3 separate regions of the Rattus norvegicus genome follow, and all the other regions are linked to region 3. Evidence: chromatin contacts called from public Hi-C data. All regions are on one chromosome and are shown on one strand. The core of a region is the stretch at or near the end of the contact, and the rest is flanking DNA. Distances in the headings are between cores, read along the strand shown.

Region 1 (2,700 bases), core at 165-2,664, 150 kb before region 3:
TGGGAAAGAACATCATCCACCGAATTCCCATTGCCAAACTGGATTACAGTGCCTGTGGCTTCGATGACAGCTACCCGGACCTTCCAGTGCTGGTGGGAGATGGTCTGCATCAGGGGGCCTATGAGGGACTCCGACTGCATGTGGAAGTGCTCTGTGGGATAGGGTGACTGCTGGTTATGAGAATCGGCTGCGGGGGGGGGGGCGGGGGGGGCGGGGTGTTGGCTGTTCTGCGGCTACCACCAAACCTTCCTCTGGACTCATAAACTAGCCTCTGCTAGCCTCAACTCCCACCTTTCCTCTTAGTGGTGCTGGGAACTGCGTATGCTCCAGGCATCCCGGGGGACATGCACCCATATTTCACAAGGTTGGCTCCCTCCCGGGAGGACTTTCCAGGTGACTATCAGCACTAAGCGGAGCCTCTTATTTTTCCAAACTCTGGCATAGAAGGGAAAGCTCTGATCAAGCCGAGCTGTTAGAATGGTAGAAATAAACGAAAGGGAGATGGACAGAGGCAGCCTCCCTTCACGCAGGAAGTTAGTGGTCTGAGTCAGAGACACAGAAGACACTGGAGTAGAGAAACCTAAGTTCACAATCTTGAGTTGTCCTTTTCCACAGGAGTTCCATAACCTTTGCATAAAATGATCATGAAATGGGTATGGCACAGGTCTGCGATTGTAGCAGAAGCATCGTTAGGGTTGATGCCAGCCCGGGCTACACCGTGAGATCTTGCCTCGTGCCCCCTCCCATCTGAAATCACCATACGAAGGAACCAGCCCACTTTAGTTAAGTTTCTGGAAATCTAGGTACCTAGGGAAGGGGATCTGACACTTACCCGGAATGGCACGCGCCAGAGCGGCTGCGCACTCGCAACCCTCCCGGCGCACCGCGGCGAAGGGGTCGAGCAGCGCACCCCGCAACGCGCGCACCGCGTCGTCCAGGTGGGGCGCGAGCGCGGCGCCGCCCAGGTCCACGGCCAGGTGAAGCAGTTGCACGAGGGCAAGACGCAGCTCTTCGCAGGGTTCAGGCGGTGGCCGCGTGGATTCTGGTCGGGCAAGGCGTGCGGTGAGCGCGGGCAACAGGCGCGGCAGAGCATCGCGGGGCCGCGCGGCACGGCGAAGGCCTAAGTCCAGCAGGTGAGCAGCCAGCGCGCGGCAGCCCTCGGCTGGGTCGGTCAGAAGTCGCAGCAGGCGAGGCAGCAGCAGACGAGCCCATGGGCCCTGGAAGGCAGCGGAATCCGTTCCGGGCCGCACCGCCTCTTCCAGTGCGTGCTCCAGAGCTTCCAGCGCGCGCCGCCGCCCCAGCTTACTTTCGGTCTCCAGTCCCGGTAACAGACGACCTAGCGCGCGGGTCAGTTCCGCTGCTTCATCCGCCTCGGCGAAGCCCGCGGCCACCTCCGCCTCCGCCGGCGCCGCCATCTTGAACGCGTTGCTTGTCTCCAAGGGAACCGGCGCTAGTACGATGGTCGTAGCACGCTTTACGGCAAGACTTCCGGCTGACTCGGTTGCTCGAGGCAGCGTGTGCGCGTCTTAGGAGTGGTGCTGGGGGAGGGGTAGGGAGTAAGGGGTAAAGGGCGGGACCAGGGGAAGTGGGCGGACAAAGGGCTTAGAGGGCGGAGTAGCGGGCAGGGGGACGAGAGAGGGGGCGAAGAGAAAGTGTTATTGGCTGAGTCTAGGAGTCGAGGGTGGGGCGAGAACCTCGAGGGCGAGGCAGGAGGCAGCAAGCTCCTCAAGGGCCTTGGGTAGTGGGCGGTACGAGGGGGTGGTAGGCGGGACACAGGCCTCTTGGGTAGAGGCTTAGTGTGAAGAGTGGGGAATAACGTGTAATGGGAGGGAAAAGAACCAAATGGGCGGGGCGTGGACTTTGGGAGCGTTGCAGGAGGTGGCAGGCGGAGCGTTGTCTTTTGTAGGCAGGGCGAAGAATAAGGGATTACGGGAAGGGGGCGGGGCAAGGGGTAGTGGATTTGGTAGGGGGTAGGTGGGCGGGACATGAGCCGCGCAGCTGGCGGACAAGGTTCAGTAGGTGGGGTACAGGTTCAGTAGGTGGGGTACAGGTTTGGGGAAGGAACATAAAGCTCAAGGGAAGGGGTGGGGGGGGGTCTGAGTAGGGTGAAACTTGAGGAATGAGGGGCCTGAGACAAGTACTGATAGGTGGGACGCAGGCCTTGGGGCGTGGCAAATGGCTGGGGGCGGGGTCAAGGGTGGGGCTGGCCAGTTCCTGAGTCTGGAACTTGGCCAGAGTGGCTCTCCTCCTGCTTGCTTGCACCTTCAGGTTCCTTTCCTCAGGGACAGCTTAAATGAGATTCTTTCGAATAGGTGATCCTTACTCAGAGGTCATGGAGAAGGCAGGTGCGGATATGCCACACGGGTCCTACCTCAGTTTAGACATGCATTATCCTCGATGGCTGGAAGTGTTTTAGAGGGACAGAGATGGTATTGCCAGTGGTCAGGGCCCCTGCTGGGCACTTCCTAGTCCTGGTGCTGAGCCTGACTCAGTGCTTCATGACTTTTCCAGGAAGCAGAATAGGGTGTGGGTGCTTCCAGACCTGGGCATCCAGACACATCACATCTGAGAACAGGCCTGTGATGTTAGGAGTTGGGTTTTATGACAAATTTGACCCTTTTGTTTTGTTCTTGACATTAGTTTTGTGGAAAATTGGTGTTCCACAGGTGACCTCTAGGAGTTTTGAGTGTGGCGGGGAAG
Region 2 (2,700 bases), core at 95-2,594, 130 kb after region 3:
CAGCAGGGGATTTCAGTGTCTTTCCCAGACCTCTTGGCCTAGATGGAATTAGCTAATGCTAGATGAGTAACCATCCCCAATTCCTGTCTCTGCAGAACGTGACCTCTTAGGAAACAGGCCTCTGCAGGTGGCAGTAGTTAAAGCCCTGGTTTTAGATCCAAGCCTACATTTTGGTATTGTCTTTGTGGTTTGAGAGAGTCTCTCATGTAGGAATGACTGATCTCCAACTCACTAAGTAGGCAAAGATGACCTCGAATTCCTGATCCTCCTGACTCTACCCTCCAGGCACTGGACTTACAGGCATACACCACCGCTGGGGGAGGGGGGTGAGCAGGGTTTTGCGCATGTTAGCTAAGCACCCTGGCAACCAAATCACCCTCCCTAGCTTAAGTCAGCCTTATGTCTAACGACAAGATCTCTCCTCAGAAGAGTGAACAGAGTAGCCATGTACAGTAGAGGACATAACCAGGCTATGTGCCCACACTGAGGGATGTCAAGCGCCATAGGCAGCAACAGATACTGGAGAGGAGCTGGGGTCAGACCTCTGTCAGCCTTGGGAGGCACCAGACCTCAACCCTATGGGGTCTGAGGGAGCACTTCCTTGATCCTAATTCATTATCACTTATGGCAGCACTCCTCGGACACTGTCAGACTCCCCGAGTGTGCTCCGAGCTCCTAGAACCACAGATATGCCTTAGGAAAATGAAATCCCTGTTCTCACATGGTGCTACACTTTCTGTTGAGCCACGGGCAGGCTGTAAAAGGGAGTGACTTCTGCCCACCTATGAGGCTTGTTGCTTGGTTGGTGTAGCCAAGTTCACTTGTAGCAAACAGGGCAACTCTTATACACCCTTTGGTGCCCGGGTCTCCCTGCCCTATGTAGAAACTTGTGTCTCCTTTCTGATCTCCTTGGGGCACTGTGACTCATGACAGACCTGTACATCTGCTTTCCCCATAGTGGAGGAGGAACTGGAGGCTTTAAGACATAGGTAGGGTGGGCGTTATGGCTCCAATGGGCTGTCCCTGTAGGTATCCTCAGGCTATGCCCTGTCTCTTGTCCATGCAGAATAAACTCTATTGTGATCCTAGACCTGGGAAGATGTGAGGCTGAGTTGGAAGACCCCACTGTCCCATTCCCGGCTCTGTGTGTCCCTAGGACTCTAGCCAACCCAGGGAACTTCAGTTTCCTTGACTGTGGATTGGTCTAGAAGCTTCTTGTCTTCCCTCTGACCTTGGTGGAGGTCACTACCCATCAAGTTTCCACAGACTCAAAGAACTCATGTCTTGCTGTGGCATCAGGACATGAGGCTCCCTAGAAACCTGAGCTCTGAGTACCTGTTGGCATTGTGATCAGGGTGCAGACAGCATGGGGAAACTCTGGTCAGGCGCTGTCTCTGAGAAGCCCTGGGTCTCTTGGCACTGGAACACAGTTGGGACAGTGTCCAAACTAGGCCATCCTTTTCCCCACGGCCTTCCTGGAAGATGTGAGTATCTCAGGAACACACAGAAGGGTGGAGCCAACGCTTTCACTCCATACCCACGCCTGCATCCCTTGTGTGTGGATGTCTGAAACACAAGGGTCCTTTGCACCTGCTGCTCTAGGAGCCAACCTCATCTAATTGCTTAACTTGTGAATTCTTATGCCATTAATACCTGGTACCGAAAATAATGTTGCCTAGAAACTTACCTGGGCCACTGTGTCTGTCGCTTTTTGAGAAAATAAAGTCAAACTGTCTTCTGCCAGCTATTTCCCATTTCTCTCCTCTTATGTGTCTTGGTTTTGATGCTAACCTTGGAGATGAGGCTTCGGGAGAGACATTAAAGGGACATTTCCCCTCCAGCAGCATCTGCAGGTCTTCCTTCCCTGTGACAGCTCATGGAGAGCACAGCACCCATTTTCAAAAGGGATGGAGACAAGGAAGTCTCAACCACGTGGGACACTCTCCTGCTGTGTCACAGGCTGTTGAACCCACAGCCCGGGAACGTGTGCCTCATGGTATATATGTGTTCACACATCTATTTTGGGGTATCCACACCACAGACTCATATGATGAGATGCACAGGTCTGTAAGGCTAGGGCCCAGAAGAGCTGGGGTCCGGATGCATTTGGAGCTATTTCCCACTGTGATAACACAACTAAGATTTGCCCCCTCAACTTCGTTGTGACCTTTCTGCGGTTCCCCATCGTTTTAGTGAAGTTTTCTGTTGCTGCAAGGGTTTATTCCAACTTCCAACTTGTCACGCCCCATCACTAAGAGAAGTCAAGGCAGGAATTAAAGTAGGGACCATGGAGGCAACTTCTTGCTCGAGTGTTCTCGGCATGCCTTTGTACACAGGTCAGATCACCTACCCTGGCATGACACTGCCCGTGGTGAGCTGCCCTCTGCTCCTATGTCAATCAATAGTTTTGAAAATGCTCGGGCTGGAGAGATGGCTCAACGGTTAAGAGCACCCAACTACTCTTCCAGAGGTCCTGAGTTCAATTCCCAGCAACCACATGGTGGCTCACAACCATCTGTAATGGGATCTGATGCCCTCTTCTGGTGTGTCTGAAGACAGCTACAGAGTACTTATATATAATAAATAAATCTTAAAAAAAAAATTTGAAAATGCTCTACAAACTTGCCTATAGGCAGATCATATGGAGCCATTTCTCAGTTGAGACCTTTCTTTCCCAACGACTCCAGCTTATGTCAGCTG
Region 3 (2,700 bases), core at 131-2,630:
GGGGGTCTTGGGTTGAAAGGACACCATCAAAGGTTAGATGTTAGCTGCCCCCCCCCCGGCCGAGCAGCCCCTCTCTTGAGCTATTTGAAACACTTGACATTTTAATTATGGGCGGGAGGACACGTCGCGTTGTGCCGGGGGCACTGGAGACAGGTCGGAAGCATCTGCTCTGGGGGCGACCGGACATCCCTGTCACCGCCAGGTGCACTTTCTAGTTCCCTTCCCCACCTTTCCAAGCTCCCAGCTGCTGGCCGCCTACTTCCTCCAGGGACCCTCCAGCTGTCCTCAAGCGCCCACAGTCCTTAAGATGCTCTTTCTAGTTGGGACTGGATTTTAGGGGGTGGGTGAGGGTCTTTCTCTCGCACCCGGCTTGGGGGTTTTCAGCTACTGGGGCGGGGATGCCCCACAGAGCCTGGAGCGACGCATCTACAGGCTAGGGCAGCAGCCACCCACACCTCCTCCGACTCTAAAGTATATTTAGCCTCATTATCAAATGTTTGCAGTGAACCGAGTGAACCGCCTAATAGCGGCTGGAAGTGAAACTCGAATCCCAGCCAGGAGAAAGCACGTGATTTCTCCTACCAGAAGGGATCACCGAGGCGCGGGCGGGACAGGTGCGGTGGCCTCAAGCGCATGCAACCCCCGCCAGCTCGGCTTGGTCTCTTGGTGTTCTTTGGAGGCCTGACACCCTCACACAACCCCTTCTCTAGAGGCTAAAATGAGGACAGTCGCGGGTCCCAAGGGAAGCCGAGGCATGGGTGTGTGTGTGTGTGTGTAGCCTGAGCCGGCGGGTCCTTTAGGCTTTTGACCACATGACTTAGCCAGTCCCAGTTTTCAGAGACCAGGAATCTTCTAAGAACCTGGAGGAACAGCATGGTGTGTGTGTGTGTGGGGGGGGGGGGGTGGAGGGGTTAGGGGTCATTGTCTCACATCAGAGTACCGGTAAGCTTAAGGGCCCATGCCCCAGTCCCCTTAGGCAGCTGGCGCTCGGCTGCACAAGCTCTTACCACCCTCGCGCGGCCGCTGTTGTTGTGGTCGCTATGACGACGGGTCGCGGTTTTATTTTTAATAGCGGTCGGCGATTAGAACGGTGCCTGCGCCCAGCTCCCTGTGGCTCCCGTGTCCCGGGCGGATGCATCCAGGCCTAGCTTCATTCTGGTCCCTGATGTCCCTTCGCATCTTCAGAATTCCTCCCGCCCCTCTTTGATTTCCAGCTGGGCGCCCCTGCTGCGCCAAGAGAGTAAGGGGAGAGAAAAGCACCGAACTAGGCGGGGTCCCCAGGAACCCGCAGCCTCCATGCGGAGGTGGTGGCCGGACGGGCGCGGCATCCCCTCAGCAATGCAACCCGATCTTCTTCCTGGATTTTCACATCGGGTCGTCGAACCGCAAAGAGGTGTCCTCTGGTCCTCTCTGCTTCTGAGAAGGGCTTGGCAGGACAGGACGCGTAGAACAATCGGGATAAAACGGTGAGGAACTCGACTCAGGTCCAGCGTGGTCCTGGTAGTCGCCGCCAGAAGCCATCCGGTGAATCTCCCTCTGCAGAGCAGCACAAAGTTTCACCAGAACGGACAAGGCCTGGGCTTTCTAAGACCTCGAGGTGAGGAACTTCTCGACGTTTTCCAGACTCCCTCTTTAGGCCAAGAGAGGGTGCCTCTGTATCTCCAGAGCATCCCGAGGTGCTAGGGCAGGGGCGTGGCGACGGGGCCCGCAGGCCTAAGGAAGTCTGTGGAACTGCTTTAGATTTGGGCTCCAAAGGTTCTCAGCAACCTACCCCCACCACACACACACACACACACACACACACACAGACACACACACAGACACACACACACACACCAGGTATTTGGGGCTAGGTGAGCCGCCCTCGTGGGGCCTTTCTAGCTCGACCTTTGAAATGCAGGAACCCGGGGGAGCTGGGGATGAAAGGCTCCTGCCCGGCTCTGCCTTTGTCTGGGGACAAAAGAGATTGGTGGGGGATTCGACCCGGGCTGGGTGCACGGGTTAATTCACATGAAAGGGAGTGAACTGGACGGGCGGGATTCTGTTGCACCCCTACCCATGGAGCGCGTCATAGAATCCAGAGCCCTAAGCTCTGTCTAGCTTTGGGATTTGAAAGGTCCACAATCCTCTAACTCCAATGCATGTCCAGAAGCTGACAGGTCTGGCCTTGCCGTCGGGTCACATCCCACCAGGAATCCATCTCTCTCAGTGGGAGAACCGTCCAGCCCTGATCAGACTTCTGTCCGCATGTGCCTTCCCCGCCACCCGGTCTGTACTGTGCCTTGGCCGGAGGTGGCGCTCTGCGCTCCCTTAGATTCCAAGGCAGAACCCAGGAGTTCCTCACCCGCGGCTTCTTTTCTATCTTTTCTTCTATCCCCTCAGCAACCCGTTCAGGGTGCGGCTGGGCCTTCTGCCAGGGGCTAAGGATCTGGAGGGTGCAGGGTGTCAAGGTGGCGATGAGGCAGGTGGCAGCCTCCTCCCTGACTCTAGCCTCGCTTCCACCTCCACACAAGAGTGCAAGTTCCTCAATCAGGTGTCCCAGGCTTTGGCTCTGGGGCGCGGGCGCGTGGCAGCCGTCAGGTGAGTGCCCTAGACGCGCCCCTAAACCAGCCCCGCCTCTTCGCAAAGACTCACTCCCCCTCCTTTTATGGAGAGGGGAAGGCTGGAGCACTGGATCCTTACAGTGGGAAGCGGCCCGAG

What was found. A called contact is a pair of places that touch in the nucleus more often than the background predicts.
Region 1: a contact with region 3 is called in a Hi-C map of liver, with 2.7 times the contacts expected there. The contact joins the promoter of Dnaaf5 here to the promoter of Pdgfa in region 3. A contact is called at or near these places in 1 of 12 Hi-C or Micro-C datasets (liver) and 1 of 1 datasets of contacts at active chromatin or transcription factors (oligodendrocytes).
Region 2: a Hi-C map of Schwann cells shows a contact between it and region 3, with 10 times the contacts expected there. The contact joins the promoter of LOC102548794 here to the promoter of Pdgfa in region 3. A contact is called at or near these places in 11 of 12 Hi-C or Micro-C datasets (the A7r5 cell line, the Rat2 cell line, Schwann cells and 7 more) and 1 of 1 datasets of contacts at active chromatin or transcription factors (oligodendrocytes).

The regions. Positions count from the first base shown.
Region 1 is chr12:20,605,066-20,607,765 of GRCr8, forward strand. It overlaps Dnaaf5 (dynein, axonemal, assembly factor 5), which reads right to left and starts at 1,415. Exons shown (of 13, transcript NM_001134857.1): 1 at 833-1,415; 2 at 1-151. The coding sequence starts at 1,415. It also overlaps a transcript of Prkar1b not described here.
Region 2 is chr12:20,891,247-20,893,946 of GRCr8, forward strand. It overlaps LOC102548794 (40S ribosomal protein S27-like), which reads right to left and starts at 1,345. Exons shown (of 2, transcript XM_006248982.3): 1 at 1,336-1,345. The coding sequence starts at 1,345.
Region 3 is chr12:20,757,986-20,760,685 of GRCr8, forward strand. It overlaps Pdgfa (platelet derived growth factor subunit A), which reads left to right and starts at 1,381. Exons shown (of 8, transcript NM_012801.2): 1 at 1,381-1,597; 2 at 2,383-2,580.